Regions from separate parts of the Zea mays genome. Here region 1 is linked to region 2. A link is a contact called in public Hi-C data. All regions are on one chromosome and are shown on one strand. Each heading gives the region's core, a stretch centred on a gene start, on an enhancer-like site or on the middle of the called end of the contact. The rest is flanking DNA. Distances are from core to core; before and after follow the strand shown. Region 1 holds the start of LOC103626499. Region 2 holds the start of LOC103626494 (phosphoinositide phospholipase C 2).

Region 1 (2,989 bases), core at 37-2,536, 170 kb after region 2:
GTAATTAGCTTGTAGAGCTCATCGTATGACACTGGAGGCATACGTATACGTATGAGCATGAGGAAAGTTATGAAGAAAATATTTGTAGGGACTTGAAAAATGATTTTGAAGGTATTTCTTAGGAAGAAAATACTTGGAGATATATCGGTGGAATATTCTGGCAGTATTTCTGGAAAGAATTTGAGGGGGCCACTGGGGAAATATCTGGGTAGTATTTCTCGAAACAATTTGAGGGGGGATCACTGGGGAAATATTTGTAGGATATTTGAGGAGGATTTTGGAGAGAATATAGACCACTATATTTTATTTGTTGATATCAACTCGCAAACAAACATTCTGAAATGAAATTTGAAATTCATTTTGAATTTAGAGCGAGTTCGAGAAAATTTCAAGATTTGAAATTTTGGGATGCTACATTATCCTAAGTCCAATAACAACATTTAGCGGTCCAAAATGCATTACATGGCACAATTTCATGGTTCAAATACATTACATGTCATAGTTTTATAGTTCACAAATACCATCAAAGATACAATACATCTTCCGATGAAGATTATTTCCACAGGTGTGCATTCCACTGATCATGTGTCGTATTATACTAATACTTTGCTCACGCATCAACTACGCCTTTACTTCGCCCAAGTCTACCAGATCCACGTAGAAGTGTACTCCACGAGCCCACCAACATTTGGTAGTACTTAGGCTCCTCCCATTGGGACACCCACCTCATCGATTTTCGAGTCACTTCACCGACCGAATAATTCACATGCAGAAGAAGGGTGAAGATGAATATTGTCTTTCATTGCTATAACCAGGGGTACAATATGCTTACCGTAGGCCGTCATGTCCCATCCCGTGAACGTGGTCCTACGCTCCCCAGGTGTGTCGTGATCTTTGCTTTTATGTAGTGTCTTCTCCTTTCTAGAAAGTGTTCTCCTAAACATGGCACGAACATCCCCTTGGGAGGAGCCATCACCTGTCTCATACATGTCACTGCTCCCCTTCCTTGGAAGGTGTTGCTTGAAACGTGTAACAACACCCATTTTACTGTTTCTTACAATACTTGGACTTAAATTCGAGATATATATTGTTCCTATATTTCTAAACCGGATCGATCCGATCCAACATCCCTAAAAATAGTAATAATATTAAATATTATTACAAGTAGTAGTACCAAACTACCAATGCTAAAAAGATTTAAAATTTAAAGGAAGAAAATCCGTGAAACCTAGCTATCAGAGCCCCCATTTTATCTCTATCCGGGACCGATTAATACTAATCAACAAAATCGTCGGATTTTTTTTTATTTTTTCGAAACTTGTTTCATTTTTAGTTTAAACTCTATTGCATATTTTCAAATTTAGTTTTAGTGAAAATCTTAAAGTAGCCCATAGTATTTGTATAAAAACTGTCATCATTTTTTTCTTCAAAATTTATAAAATATCTCAAAATTAAATGAGTAAATTGATGATACGGCTTTATCCACCGTCATCTAGTTCGTGAACCTTGGTTCTGTCGATGCAGCTCATCAATTCCATTCCCAGCTCCGGAAAATCGAGAAATTTCGATTGGTTATTTGATTTGATTTGATTCTGGCCGTGCCGAACCCTAGCTTCCATCTCGGTCCAATCTCAGTTCCACATATTGTTACTCCTCGGCAGCAGAGGAGGCCGTCGTGGAATGAGTTGAGGATGACGGCATACTACTCGTGCTCCTAGGAAAGGTCAGGGAAAGGAAGAATTCGAGCCATGGAGGACGAGGCGGACGGCGGCGGCGAATCCTTCGTGCTGCGCTCCGGCGTCCGCGCGGGCCTCAAGCGCGAATTCGCCTTCGCCATCGCCTCGCAGGCCGTCCTTTCGTCCTCATACGCACCCCTGGGCCGCACCCGCCGCTCATCCCGCATCCTCAACCCATCGGCCGCTTCGACCCCCTCCGTCGCCGGCGCCGCCGTCTCGACATCCTCCTCCTCAACCCCCGACACAAAGCCAAAAGCCAAGCGCCCGCGCCCACCAGATCCTCCCCCTCCCCCTCCCTTCCCCCCTCCACCAGACTATGCCCCTGCCCCCGGAGAAGACCATGACGGGGCCGCTGTCGGCCCCGTGCTCGCCTTGATGGCTGCTGCTGGGCCCAGCCCTCCGCCGACGCCTTTGACTCCGCAACCCCATGCCGACGCGGATGCGGATCCCGCACACCTCGCCAACATCATCATTCCGCCGGAGTCGTCGCCCAGGCGCATCACGCGCTCCATGCTCCAGCCCAAGTCTCGCCTTCCTACCGCCGCTCGTTCTCCTGACAATGCGGCACCGCTCAAACCAAAACTGGAACCGCCGGAAGAGGAGGATGGCAAGCCGGTTCCAGCGTTGAGGCGCTTCACCAGATCACTACTGGTCAAGGACAAGGACAGCAACGACGACGACCTCTCAGGCACCACCACCGCCAGCAATGCCTCCTCCCCTTCGCCCAAAACCAACACCACAAGTACCAGCAGGAGCAGCAACAAGGGGAATAAGAATACAAACAAGATTCCCACCAACCTCAGGGAGCTGCTCGCCACCGGCATGCTCGAAGGTCAGCCCGTCAAGTACATCATGAGGAAAGGCAAGGTATGTATGTCGCCATACTCTCTATTTACTGACCCACTGTTAAATCGCAAATCTGTTCCCTTCACTCTTCTTTCTTACTATAAGAGACGCCAGCAAAAATAATATCCAACGAAAAAAATAATCTAAAATGGAATGCACGTTTGGCAATGATTTCATTTCATACACTGTCAAGGCGTCAGGTGCATCCAAGTAATAAGACATTGCTGGATAGGTTAGTACTCTCTTCATTCCAAAATGTAAGCCATTCCTGCTTTTATAGATACATAGTTTTTGCAATTTGGAACGGAGGGTGTATAAAGTAACAAAACCAATAAAACAATAAGTGCTTTGTCACCTCTGACATGAGCATGGCCTTCTCGGCAAAAAGAAAGAACGAAAAACGTGAC
Region 2 (3,151 bases), core at 506-3,005:
ATAAAAGTCCTTCACTTATATACTATTATATAGTGGCTGGTTTAGAATCGCGTGCGATCCCATATCTCGGAAGGGGGGGAGTGACGACCTAATTATCGAGCACAGAGAAGAAGAAAATACACTAATTTCGTACACCCTGTTTGGATCATTGGAATTGAATTTCATTATAATAATAGTAATTTTGACATATATCAATTAAGCTAATTCGGTTTTATGCAAAATATATTTGTATATTATTATTAGAAAGATGTCGGAGATATTTATGTGCTACATTTTTACTATAGATGAATGAGACGAAGAGTATCATGTAAATTACAGAGTAGAAACAAATTCTACTAATGCATAAAATCATTTCTCATCCTCCAATCTATGAATTTGAGATAGACTTATATCTAAACTTTGTAAAGTGGTGGAATGTCAAATTTCAAACTAAATAAGTTATTTTATTGAGTGAATTCCAATTTCTCTAAAATGAAGGGATCCAAACACCCCCTTAGAAAAATGGATTTTTTTAAAAAAATAGGGTTGTCAGACTAATCCTGAGATGTTGTATTTCGTCCGTTTATTTATTCGAATTTGATTCGAAACACCAAAAGGCATGTAAGAAATAGTTGATTTGCGAGACATATAAGAGATACGATTTATCTTATTTGGTTGTTAAACGACACATGAGGGAGAAAACAGATCTATGCGCTTAGTGTGTGATGCATGATAGTAGAAACTCATACCTTAGTAAAGTGAAGACTCATGACGGCGAAGAGTCGTGACAGTGGTTTGAGGCTCTTACCGACCAGGGAAGGTAAAAGTTGTGCCACGAGTGGGGCATGACGGGCGACGATGACTGATGTGTCGAAAGCTAGCAAGATGATCTGCTCGATGTCATCTATGGCGATGCAGAAGAATCTGGATGAGGGAGATGGAGGCGGGGATAGAGATGGGAAGTTCAGGTTAATACATGACGCCACCAACGTGGAGAAAGCGCTCGTGGTGGTTGCACATACAAGAGATAAGACTTATCTTATCTAGTTGTTAAGCAAGACGTGGGGGAGAAAAACCAATCTACGTGCTTAGCGCGTGACGGACGACAATAGAAACTCATACTTTAAAGGAATAGTGTAAAGTGATTATGGGTTGTTTTTGAAGAAATGCAAGGTTTTTTATAGAAGTGTTGATAATCGTCAAAACTGATGCAGGAGTAGAGACATACTACCTATTTAACATCGGGTTAGGTTCAATAAATGTTTGGCATAGCTCACGTTCGACCCGTGCATAGTGTCTAAGTCGCATCAGGTTAGTCTGTGCCTCCTTGTTAGACCTGCCGTGTCAGGAGTTTTTGGCTTTGAATAAAGTTTTTCGGGTTGGATTGAATTTTGGATAAAAAATATGGCATATACTCGATCCTGGATTATTGCGGATGGCCTGTATTCGCTCGTTGCACTGACTGAGTCAAACTTCGGTTGTTTTTTTTTGGCAAACTTGGTAGTGTCGGTTGGCAATTGGCATATGCTTGAGTCAAGTGTAGGTATACTTAGGCCCCGTTTCAATCTCACGGGATAAACTTTAGCTTCCTGCTAAACTTTAGCTATGTGAATTGAAGTGCTAAAGTTTAGTTTTAATTACCACCATTAGCTCTCCTGTTTAGATTACAAATGGCTAAAAGTAGCTAAAAAAAAGCTGCTAAAGTTTATCTCGCAAGATTGGAACAGAGCCTTATTATATGCAGAAAATACACTGCTTAGCTTGGGTTTGTTTTGCGGGCTTGGAAGAAGATGTTGTAGCATGTAAGGAATAGTTGATTTGCGAGACTAGTAAGGGGTTTTGTGGAAACTAACCGCTCCACCTTTTGAAATTCTTCTTCTTCCTGGTTTTTTCCGTGTGGTTGCTTTGCTTAGCACTGGCACAGCGCAGCACATGAGGAGAAGAAGAGGGAGGAGTAATTATTTATTAATTAACAAAGAGAAGACTTCTTCCTTCCTCGTCGTCTCCAGCCCATTCCAATTCTTGATTCCATCGCCCCACCATCCACAACTCCCCTAATCCTTCCAACCTCCTCGTCGTCCAGTCCACCACCTCCACGCGCAATGGCCAGCGGCTAGGCGGCACCAACCAGATCACAAGGATTCGTTTCATCCGGCAGCGCAGCTCTAGAGCCTCCATGGGCAGCTACGCGTACAAGTACTGTATGTGCTTCACGCGCAAGTTCCGATCCCCGGACGCCCAGCCGCCGCCGGACGTCCGCGCCGCCCACCTCTCCTTCGCCTCTGACGCCCATGCCCTCCGCCGCTTCGTCGCCGGCGTCCAGGGCGAGTCCCCCGCCGACGTCGACCGCATCCTCGCCATGCTCTCCGGGGGCCACAGCCATGGAATCGCCCGCCTCGTCACAAGGTCGCCGGCGGCATCCACGCCCACGCTCGAAGACTTCTTCGCCTTCCTCTTCTCCCCCGACCTCAACCCACCCATCGCGCACCAGGTTGTTGTTAATCGAATGCATCATTCTACTAGTACTGAAGCTAATTTCTCTGCTGGTGGCCGACTTATTCACTGCTCAATGCGTCACGTAGCTGTGGCTTGTTCCACAAAGACTCCACTACTACCTGTCTGTCTGTCTCAGCCAAAGGAATTGGGAGCCCTTTCTCTCCGTCTCTGTCAACTCTGTTACCTGCTGCCATTCTATCGGGATGGGGACATAAACATCGCAGTTACCAATTAGATAGCTGAGTGCTAGTACACATCGATATCGATGTATAGAGACAGACATGTTTGCACCAAACACAGGAAATCACCTTTCTTATTGCTCTTACCTCTAGGTGGCTTCATGTGCCTTTAGATTGCTTACTATCCATTGCTCCCTGCCATCTCGAACTGAAAGCTCCAGACAAAACACAAAACACGGACTTCATTATAGCAAATTGTTTTTGTTTCGTCTTACTAAACTTCGCCTGTTCTCTCATCGTTTTTAACTCTTTGCCCAGGTTCACCAGGACATGTCAGCGCCGTTCTCTCACTATTTCGTGTTCACCGGGCATAATTCCTACCTCACTGGGAACCAGCTCAATAGTGACTCCAGTGACGTCCCAATTGTAAAGGCGTTGCAGAGAGGTGTTAGAGTCATTGAACTCGATATGTGGCCCAATCCTTCAAAGGACAATGT

The links. Hi-C and Micro-C count contacts between places; a contact is called where the count stands out from the background.
Region 1: a contact with region 2 is called in a Hi-C map of ear, with 2.7 times the contacts expected there. The contact joins the promoter of LOC103626499 here to the promoter of LOC103626494 in region 2. A contact is called at or near these places in 3 of 25 Hi-C or Micro-C datasets (ear, leaf mesophyll and tassel).

Annotation. Positions count from the first base shown.
Region 1 is chr5:67,910,291-67,913,279 of Zm-B73-REFERENCE-NAM-5.0, forward strand. It overlaps LOC103626499, which reads left to right and starts at 1,287. Exons shown (of 18, transcript XM_008646912.3): 1 at 1,287-2,603. The coding sequence starts at 1,749.
Region 2 is chr5:67,739,947-67,743,097 of Zm-B73-REFERENCE-NAM-5.0, forward strand. LOC103626494 (phosphoinositide phospholipase C 2) reads left to right here and starts at 1,756. Exons shown (of 9, transcript XM_035959059.1): 1 at 1,756-2,470; 2 at 2,973-3,151. The coding sequence starts at 2,156.